Regions from separate parts of the Mus musculus genome. Here region 2 is linked to region 1. A link is a contact called in public HiChIP or PLAC-seq data. All regions are on one chromosome and are shown on one strand. The core of a region is the stretch at or near the end of the contact, and the rest is flanking DNA. Distances in the headings are between cores, read along the strand shown. Region 1 has its middle 17 kb from the start of Ralgps2. Region 2 overlaps Gm30568 (a long non-coding RNA gene).

What was found. HiChIP or PLAC-seq counts read pairs in DNA pulled down with a chosen protein or histone mark.
Region 2: an H3K27ac HiChIP or PLAC-seq map of trophoblast stem cells shows a contact between it and region 1, with 5 times the contacts expected there. The contact joins two enhancer-like sites. A contact is called at or near these places in 11 of 39 promoter capture datasets (the C10 cell line, the HPC-7 cell line, cranial neural crest and 8 more), 4 of 15 datasets of contacts at CTCF or cohesin (CD8 T cells, the NIH/3T3 cell line, embryonic stem cells and 1 more), 24 of 484 Hi-C or Micro-C datasets (the AML12 cell line, B cells, the C2C12 cell line and 15 more), 31 of 115 datasets of contacts at active chromatin or transcription factors (CD8 T cells, the HPC-7 cell line, T-cell acute lymphoblastic leukemia and 22 more) and 4 of 9 other capture datasets (adipose tissue, embryonic stem cells, liver and 1 more).

What each region holds. Positions count from the first base shown.
Region 1 is chr1:156,953,511-156,958,757 of GRCm38.p6, reverse strand. No RefSeq gene overlaps it. Among named protein-coding and RNA genes, the nearest start is that of Ralgps2, 17 kb to the right of the region's middle. Within about 2 kb of position 2,212, at least 82 of the 459 cell types and tissues checked have an H3K27ac peak or open chromatin away from gene starts, as enhancers often do. A contact at or near this core is called in the N1E-115 cell line, extraembryonic ectoderm and trophoblast stem cells, where this site is marked.
Region 2 is chr1:157,073,696-157,078,942 of GRCm38.p6, reverse strand. The region is part of intron 1 of Gm30568 (a long non-coding RNA gene); the gene reads left to right. Among named protein-coding and RNA genes, the nearest start is that of Gm30568, 5.3 kb to the left of the region's middle. Within about 2 kb of position 2,477, at least 55 of the 459 cell types and tissues checked have an H3K27ac peak or open chromatin away from gene starts, as enhancers often do. A contact at or near this core is called in the N1E-115 cell line, extraembryonic ectoderm and trophoblast stem cells, where this site is marked.

The DNA of each region.
Region 1 (5,247 bases), core at 963-3,462:
GCTTTTGATTGAATTCACACACATTGAACCTTTAGAACAGTTTGCATTGACCTAATACGCTATGAGACTGAGATTTCTGAAGCCTACAATGATATGTATATTTTTATTTATATGGATCATCTTTAATGACTTCAATAAACTTAAAGAACTTTTTATAAATCATGTGTTTATGTTGTTACATCCATTTATATAAAGATTATTTTTTAACGTATATTTTGCGTTCATTTTCTTACTGTTTCCAACTGGGAAGTAGTATAGCTCTTTCTTTAACCCATCAGCCTTAGGAAACCCTCTTGATAACTAGCAACTTCAGCTATAGATTCTCTGCAATATTTATCAGTTTCTTCCCTTCCTGTTGTCATGCTTTTGTCTCTATCTTGTTCTGGGAGGGCAGCTTTTTGAGTTAAACAGAGGTCAAGATAGGTAACTTGGTAGTGGATCTTAAAATGAATGCTTTCTATCGTGATCCTGAATAGATTTTTTTTTTTTTTACAAACACTATGCCAAGGTACATATCATTGTACAAGAAATCATTTCATTAAAAGACTAAAAATGACAGACATTATTTCTCATGATTCAGTGGGGTGAGCTAGAGTTCCAGCCTCCACTCTTGCTAGTGCCAGAAGAACTGACTGCCAGGTGTGTAAGAGAGTCTGGAATAGCCTTACTGCAGCAGAAGTGCTCGAAATTTGGGGCTTCTGTACCCAAAATCTTAATTCCTTTACAGCCTCCCAGTATTCTTCTGCAGAGGACAGTCAGGAGTTGGCTTTGTTTTGTTTTGTTTTGTTTTGTTTTGTTTTGTTTTGTTTTTGTGAGACAGTTCAAGGGCTTCCAAGTAGATGATGTACCAAGCATCAAAGCCCAGGTTTAGAAATCTGTAAATGGGATAAGTTCTTCTAGCTGGGCTGCCTTGTGTGGCCAGCAGTGGGAGAGGAAGCACCTAGCCTTGCTGAGACTTGAAGTGTCACGGTGGGGGGAAAACCCAAGGGGACCCTCACCCACTCAGAGATGAAGGGGAAGGAGGATGGGGAAAGAATTGTGGGCGGCATGGGGGGGGGTGGCAGTCAGTGGGATGTAAAGTAAATAGGTAAAAAATAAATAAATAAATAAATCCCACAGCAACTTCCATTGCAACCTGGTGCAAAGTTCACAGTAAAGAGGGAGGAACACAGTGAAGCTTGCTGGGAGCCACCTGGCTCTGAGGAACAGCTGCTCCGAGGACATGTGTTCTCTGGTTGTCATAAGGACATCAGCATACCACGAACCAGAGCTGATTGTCATTTATCACCACATTGATGCTATTGGCTGGCCTTTATTGATGTTTCCTGATGCCTTTTTTATGAGCAATATCAACCACTTCTGGTTTTTTTTGTTTGTTTGTTTGTTTGTTTTTTCAAGATAGGGTTTCTCTGTACAGTCTATGTAACCCTGGAACTCACTCTGTAGACCAGGCTGTCTTCCAACTCAGAAATTTCGCCTGTGTCAAAACTGGGAAGAGAAAGAATTGAGAAAATTAGAAGCTGGGTGTGGTTATATATGCCTTTAGTCCCAGCACTGGGGAAGCAGAGACGGGCAGATCTCTGTGAGGTCTACGGAGTGATTGATTTATAGGCCAGCTAGCACTACATAGTGAGACCTTGTCTCAAACAAAACAAAACAAAAAAATTGGAGCAGTCCCTACCCTAGCTTGGCTAGGAAGGACATCTTCACAGGTTGTGCCTATGCGAAGGAACACAATCTAAAATACCAAAGTGAAGCCTGCCCTGCATTTCACCTAACAATCAATGCCTTAGAAACCTTTGAATTTTCCACAATGGCTCTTTTCTTTGGTGCTGCATGAAGTAGAGAGATGCCTCCAGCTTGAGAGGCATTCCATTTTCAAGGCACATAGCCTCTGGGAAAGTTAGAATGAGACCATAGCATCACTCAGACTGCCTCAGATTCACATCCACTTTCATTACTGAGCGTTGTATTAAGACCCGGTAGGAGTCTTTCCACTGATGCTCGCTGGGTTCGTCGCTCCTTTCTCACCAGCTCGTTGAGGAGCTAAAGAGTTGAGGCCCGTGTGACCCCAGGCACCCAGGAAGCTGTCAGCTCTTCCTGGGTTTCGCTTTCACAGATAAACCAGATTTCCTTTCCTCTAATCTGCTAAGGTCAACCCCACCCAGGGCGCGGATGTTTGATGGGAAGACAGCCTAGTAGGGCGGGGACCAAAAGTGAGAGAGATGATAGGTGGAGAAGAGATAGAGGAGGGTGGAGTTTTAAGTACTAAGGAAAGAGAAAGCTAAGGTCTTTGCAAATAGAACAGGTCTGATTAGGTGGGTTCCTCTGATTGGTGCCCTTGGGCCCCTCCTGTAAAGGACGCAGTAAGATGGAAAGAGGAAACAGACAGGAAGTGGGAGAATACCCAATACACAGCCCTTGCATCAGCTTTGTCTAGGATTCACTTTCCCCCTCTTGGACTAATCTCACACTTAACTGTATTATAAATGAATAAATTGCCGTGGGCAAAATTGAGGTCCCAGCCGGATCGTTTATAACGTTGCTTCAGTAGGGACTATTTCCTGAGCTCTGCACACCAAGCTTCTGTAGCCTTTTTGAACAGAACTTGTGAGTTGGGGCCTGCCTGTTTGCTGAGGAGGGAGGCTGCAGCTGGACAGGCCAGGTAGAGCTGGCGTTTCGCCATCGGATACTGGAGCTGTAGTGTAAATTCTCTGGGCAAAAGACACAGACAGAACTAGATCCCTAGCCCCCAAATCCCTGCATTTCCAGTTGACAGTTTAACCTTCAGAACCAATGCTATTCAACAAAATAAGAACAGTGACTGTGGGGGAGCCTGTGGTAGTGCCACATGCCTCTAATTCCAGCACTCCAGATGCAGAGGCAAGGGGCAGGCAGATCTCTGAGTTCAAGGCCAGCTTGGTTGGTCTACAGAGTGAGTTCCAGCAAGATCTTGAAAACCAACCGACAAACAAAAAAGTGATGTGAATTGAATGTGTCATATAGTACAGATCACACACTACAGTACATACAGTACTTCTGGCACAGTGTCCTCTGAAATGCTATACACGTCGTTTAAAGGCAATTGAATCTCAGTTTGTGGATACTACCACCCAGTTAGACGTTGGTAACTGGGAACTGTCCTGTCTGCCCTCACACTCTTTGGTTGGGGGTTGGAGGAAAGCAAAGACTAGATGACAGTTTGTTGTTCTCGGTGGCTGAATCCAGTATCAGCTGGGAGGAATACAAGAGGTGGAGAGAACAGGGAGCCCCCCCCCCCCCGCCCCCAGTCTCCTCCAAACGCAAGAGCCTTTATTCTGTCCTTCCTGACTTTAGGATACAGCACAGTCAGTGTCAACCGCTTGGTCTTTTTTCTTTGAGTACTGCAAATCCCTGAATCGGAATAACTCTCCAGTGACAGGCCTGTGATCTAACCTGATTTGTTAGAAGGGATAGTTATAAATGACTTTGCATTAGCAAAGATAGAGAAATAATTTATTCTTTACGTGTAAGAAATATCCAAGATCAATATTGTCACGGGGTTTTTGGGTTTGCTTTTTTGCTTTTTTCTTTCTTGACAGCTGTAGGGAATACCACACAGCAGATTCTCTGGAGATAATGGGGGCTACAGCAAAGATACGTGGGTCCATCAGGGGACCATCTTGACTGACATTGTGATGATTTATAATCTGATCGGTTTTTAGCAACAGCGTACACATACACACCAGTAGGGCGAGTGGCAAACCTGTATGAGTACCTCTATGTCCTGTATGTAACTATGTAACTATATGAACTACGAAAAGAATAACAACAGCTGCTACCAATTGACCACCTATTATATTCCAGATATCGTGTTAGCCACCTTGTTTCCATCTTCTCTCTACACTTTCTGTGTGTTTGTTTTCTGTTTTGGGGGTTGAACAGTGCACACTGATCAAGCATTGTACCATTTTTCCCATCCCTTCTGATGGGGGTTTTATGATTCCTTGTCTTCCTGATGAAGAACTGAAGCTGAGAGATTCTCAGCGCCTTGGCCTTATTCCCGTAGCTGATGAGAGGCAGTGCCTAGACAACCTTCAGTAGACGTGGTCCTCTGTGGCAGGCAGCAGCAAGGGGCTCTAGAATGTCGTCGTGAGGTGTTGGATACAGAGAAGAACTTTGACATAGTTGTGGTATCAGGGATAACTCAGTGGTAGTGTAATATTTCTATAAGAATGGAATGCATGATAGCCGCGAGGCAGCCACCATAGGTTGAGTTCGAAGCCTCTTGGGCGCCGTAAGGTGGAGTTCCAAGATGGCGGCTCTGGAGCAGAACTGCCTCACATCGAATTCACAAGCGGCCACTTCCTAGCAATTCGACCTTGATCTCCTGACTTATCTAGGACCTGCCACAGAGGGCTGCCTGCCATGGTGGCTAAATGGATAGATGCAGCTGATGTGTTTACGAGGCAGCCAGTACCGGGAGAGGGGTGTTCAGAAAAGTGCATACGCCATGTGATAAAACTGAAGGCTTGGGTCCCCACTTTCAAGGAACTTAAAAATCAGCTAGGAAGAAACAGAGAGAAAGTATTTGTTTATAATAAAGGGTCTTAGAAATGGATACAATATTAAAACCAGCTCCTTTAGTCAAGATGTAACTTCAGCATCCCTAACTCCCCCAAATTGCAAAGCAAAAATCAAGGATACAAAGAGAAAGGTTTCTGGAGAAAAGAAGCTATGACAGTATACTTTGAAGAAACTGTGATTCACCACTTAGATATTTAAATCCAAGCAATCTGTCCATTAACAGTGTACATTCATGCTGCTTTGTTACACAGTCCATGCAAGACACTGGGGCCTGGGTCAGAAAGAACTCCAAATTTTAAGACAACCGTTATCTTTAAGGAACTTAGAGTCTGTTATATGAAATTATACATAGTTGAGTATGGTAGTACATGCATATAATCCCAGCATTCTGAATCAGAATCAGGGAGAATAGGAGGCCAGTCTGGGCTGTAGGAGACCCTATCTTTTTTTTTTTTTTTTTTTTTAAGTCAACAAATAGAAAATCAAATACAACATAGAAAGTTCTGTGGAAATGTGACACCAGCTGGCAGCACAATAGTTTCTAGAAATTCTATTAAGCACATTTGAAAAGTGGGTTAGGCTTTGGTGCATGACGAAGCCCAGATGCCCAGCGTGAGGACAGACATGCAGGGGATGCTGGGCTTTCCATACTTTTCAGGACGAGAAATTGCTCGGAGCCTG
Region 2 (5,247 bases), core at 1,228-3,727, 120 kb before region 1:
ACAGCCGGAAGCCACGCAGCCCCAGGGAAAGGGTCCCCATGTGCTAGAGAAGCCATGTGGGTAGCGGAAACCGGGATGTGCAAGTCTTGTCTTCACACCTGGAGAATATCCGGAGAGAGGCAACACCTCACAGGTGAGAAAAGAGGTTCAAGGCTCTGAGTTCATCTTTCTGACCCTCACGGGGCAAAAACAACCATAAAACTGCAAAAATAACACTTGCGGGGTAGCCGGCCGAGAGGCTGTGCTCTGCACGCGTACGGCAAATGTCTTGATTCTTAACCCTCCAGGGAGACTCAGTTCTTGACTTGTGGAGGTCCTGCATCAAAGGTTGAGAAGTGTATTATGTGGCTGGTGATGGAGGCTTCCTTCCTGACTGATGCAGTCTCCAGAGTGGGGTGGGGCAGGGGCGTGTGAATGCTCTTAAGTCTGTATACCCATGAGACATTTGTGGAACAAGAGTAGTGTCTTCCTGGGGTCCTCTGAGGAGAACATTTCCTAAGCATTACCTCATCCCAACTCCCGGAGAACTGACAGGATGCCTAAGATTTGCCTCCATGCCATTGTTCTAGGCCTGGCATCCCCTCTACATCCCCACTAAAGGGTCGCTCTCCACAAGGATATTTACAAGGCATCTCTGAACACACTCAGACTGGAAGGTGTCACTCCTCTTTCCTGGCAGTGAAACCCATTCATTTCCCATCCTCCCTGACAGTTCTGTCTCAGATAATAACTCCCCTCTTTTACCAAGAGAGAGAACCGGGTGGGTGAGATGGTTCAGTGGGTCAAGGTGCTTGCTGCCAAAGCTAAAAGCTTGAGTTTGAACTCCCAGGACCTCCATGGTAGGAGAAGAGTACCACCTCTGAAAAGTTATCCTCTGACCTATACAGCCATGCCACCGCACACCTAAATGAATAAATAAGTCAATAAAACAAATAATTAAATAATTGTAGTTTGGCATTTTTTCAAAAGAGGGAGCCTGACGTAGCAGTACTCTCTTGTAATCTCTCCAGTTGATAGCTGTGTGACTTCATACAAACTTTCTGTGCCTCAGTTTCCTCACCTGTAGAATGGGGACAATAATACTTAGCTCATAGAAATGCTTTGAAATTTAAAGACTTAAAAACTGTGCAAAGGGTTTTGAATTTTATTCGGCTAACAGTGGGTGTCAGCTTGTTCTACTCAAAACACTCAGGACAATCTATCCCACCCGTCCTTTGATTCTTCTTCCCTTATTTACACACCCAAATTCACCAGCAATTTCCATTCTTCCGATTCGAACCTCACCTGACTCTACGACTTTCGCGCGCGCGCGCGCGCGCGTGTGTGTGTGTGTGTGTGTGTGTGTATGTGTGCGCGCGCGCGCACGCGCACGCGTTGTATGTGTTCATTTGTTTGCACGTGTATGCATGAGCACGTGAGAGGTCAGAGGTTGGGGGAAGAGCTTGGATCACTGGGGTGTACTCTTAAGGAGACCCAAGGTCCCCAGCTTTTGCCATGAGATGCCATGCTGCTTTACCACGGCCTCAGGACGCAGCCCCACCTCTGAGGGCCCAAACCTCTGAAACAGCAGAATGAGTCTTCCCGAGGCTCCCACCCACTGCAGAACTGGATACCAGGTGGAGTGGCGATCTAGGCCGGCTCTCCTCGCTGAGTGCCACTCTGGCCGCCAGGTGGCGCTGCAGCACACTGGGGTGTTGCAGAGATGCACTTGTGGCTGCCTGAGTTCCGGTGCCAGCTGGCAGCATCCTCCGCCTAGGAGAGGATTCCCTTCTTTTCACTGTTCCCGTAGGTAGGCAAAGTTAGCAACGTAGAATAACCCTTCTCTTCTTGAAGGCTGAAAAAGAAAAGCCAGGAGCCCTTGGCATGGCCACCCTTGCAGGAGGCAGGTGTGGATGAGTCGCTTCCACTCAATGGGCATCCAGGACTAGAGTAAAGGGCAAGGACGGCTTGGAGACTAATCGCTGCCTGTGTGTAATGTTTAACCCAGAGCCGCAAGCTTCCATGTAGTAATAGTAATAGTCCTGAAGACGTCCAACTCTACCCTGGGCTGCCAGTGAACTGGCCTAGGACATGGGAAGTAGTGAGAATTTGAAGTCCATTGACATAAGTGTCACTAGCTGTACTATTGGCATTACCGCCACTGCCGTTTCTTTTCCCTGGAGGCAAGGGGAAGGCGTTTCAGGAATAACATTGGTTTATTCCTAGCATAAGAACCAGAGGAATGATAGTGCTGTGTGTTCTGGGCCACTTTTTTTTTGGTTTTTCTAGACAGGATTTCTCTGTATAGTCCTGGCTGATCCTGGAACTCACTCTGTAGACCAGGCTGGCCTCGAACTCAGAAATCCACCTGCCTCTGCCTCCTGAGTGCTGGGATTAAAGGCGTGCGCCACCACGCCCGGCTCTGGGCCACTATTCTAATGTGTTGTGTCCTGAAGTATGCCCTGGGAGAATGCCAGGATCAAGGCATGCATGCAGTTCCGATATCGCCCACGAGGTGGCGCAGGCCCCTGCGCTCTGTCCTGGGATTACAGAATTGATTTTAGCTAGGCTGGGCCAGTGAGTTAAATCGAGCACTAGACAGGCGTTTGGGGTCGTAGGCAAGTGAAGAGCTGTCTCCGCCCCCCCCCCCCCCCTTGGATTTGAGTCTCACAGAACAGTCACGGAGACCATTAGTTTTCCCAGGCCTCAGATGGACCAGAAGTGGGTTCAGGAGGGTGATGGGGTGAGATGACACAGTGGATCTGTAGTCAAAGCTAGACCTTAGGGTCAACTTTTGCTTTGATCTCTTGGCTGTATACCGCTTACTTCCAGAGCACCATCTCTGGGTTCTGACGCTTCTGGATCCATTTATAGCCTTTTTGTCCCCTTCCTGAGCCCTGGCAGTTTCCCCTCCTCCCCCTCCTCCCCCTCCTCCCCTTCCTCCTCCTCCTCCTCGCCCTCTTCCCCCTCCTCCCCTGCTTGGCCTCTCTGGTCAAGTGAGTGAGCCCGTCAGAAAACAGTATCCTTATTAGTGTTGAGACCTCCAACACCAGACAAATCCTGCTGTAAGGAAATCCCCGCTCCCTCCCATTCTCAGAACCTGTGTCCTGGGACTTCAATTCTTTTTCTTAAGCGCAGTTTTGCTCTGAGCCAGAGGTGTCTCCTCCAGTTCTCTGAGCCTCAGAAATCCCAGACCTCAGGGCTGTCAATCACTATTTCTTTATTCAGCATACCTTTTGAGGAATCAGAATAGATTCCTCCACCCCAACCCCGTTGGGTAGCGGTGATGGAAGCTAGGGTCTTCTACATGCTGGATAAGCTACAGTCAGCTACAGCCTCAGGCCTTGACTAATAAAGATTGATTTATTTAATGTATGTGAGTACACTGTCACTGTCTTTAGACAACCAGATGAGGGCTTTGGATCCCAATATAGATGGCTGTGAGCCACCATGTGGTTGCTGGGAATTGAACTCAGGACCTCTGAGAAAGTAGCCACTGCTCTTAACCACTGAGCCATCCCTCCAGCCTGCGATTTTTTTTTTTTTTAATTAGAAAATGCCTCAATATCTTTATCTATGGGTAAAAGTTTACAGTCACTTGTCTGGGTACTTTTCTCTCGCAGCGTGCTCTTCCTTATAGAATAGAAGGTTGGCTGATGAGCCAAGACTTCCAGTCTGGGGGTTTTATTTTTTGCATGATGAAAGCAATGTGGTATCATGGCCCTGCTAGCACAAGGAGTGATCTCTGGGGAAATGAGTCACCAGCACCTCCCTCCGGGTGGCTGTCCTCCCCCACCCTGGGGACGGGATGCACTGTACAGGAGGGAATCTTTGCAAGGCATTAACAATCTGGAGACAGAATGCAGCAACCAGGCCAGCCTGGCCTGTTGTTTTCACGCTTTGAGGGAGAAGTGAGAAATGCAAACCGGTCTCTTCACCTTCCCCGCAAATACAGGGCAGCCTTGCGCTAAGTCTCCTCTGATTTCATCTCCCTGGACACAAGCTGCCCAGTCGCACAGAGTCAAATCCAAACAAAAGATGACCGTCCATGCAGCTCCTCGAGGACCGGGGTTCTCTGAGTACATCGAAAGCAAGGGGGTGGGGGTGGGAGGTGGAGGGGAGGGGGTTGGGGGTGGGGAGGGGCCACGCCCAAGTTCTCACTGTGTCTAGAGACCCCTGGTCACACAGGCGAGGTACAGTTCAATCATACCCCAAAATTGGTTTTAAAGTTAAATTAGGTGTTGGGGCTTCAGGAGAGAGAGAGAGAGAGAGAGAGAGAGAGAGAGAGAGAGAGAACGAGCGAGAGCGCACGGCTGTCTCTGGTTTAAGGGCGCTCAGCTTGCTAAGGCTGCAGAAACTACAGAGAATATGTTTCCTGGCTCCCTCCCAGGCCACGGTCTCCTCAGGCCCCACCACAGGACCACACCTCCCTGCACTGACATACTGCTAGGTGCCAGCCACATACCCAATGCTTTAGTTCCCACAACTATCCCAGAGTTCTTGTCTGCAGATGAAGGCCAGGCCAAAGGATGCTTCTATTTGTCACCTCCATCAGATTAGTCTGTAGGCAAGCCTGTGGGGGCATTTTCTTTTCTCTTTTCTTTTCTTTTCTTTTCTTTAAAGATTTATTTTATTTAATTTATGAGTACATTGCAGCTGTCTTCAGACACACCAGAAGAGGGCATCAGATCCCATTACAAATGGTTGTGAGCCACCATGTGGTTGCTGGGATTTGAACTCAGGACCTCTGGAAGTGTTCTTAACTGCTGTGCCATCTCTCCAGCCCAGGCATTTTCTTGATTAATGATTGATGTGGGGTAGCCCAGCCCCTCTCGGGGTGGTGCCCCTCCCTGAACAGGTGGTCCTGGGTTGTATAATAAAGCAGGCCGAGGAAGCCATGGGGAACAAGGCAACGGGCAGCATTCTTCCATGACTTCTGCTTCAGTTCCTGCCTCTGGTTCTGCCCTGATTTCTCTTGGTGATGGACTGTGACAGGGACGTGTTAGCCAAATAAACATTGTGCTCCACAAGTTGGCTTAGGTCTGTGTTTTATCATAACAACAGAGAACCAAACGAGGACAAAGGCTGGCAGACTGGCTCCAAGTCACAGTGTCACACTAACTGTGCTGTCCTTCACCTGGGTGTCCTGGGTATCTGGGACATCAAGCATGATGGTGGGTAAATGTGTAAACAGTGGAAGAGCCTGTCTAACTGCAGTGACTCACGGTCCACACCCTCGCTGGTCCATCATAACCTTCAAAGCTGAAA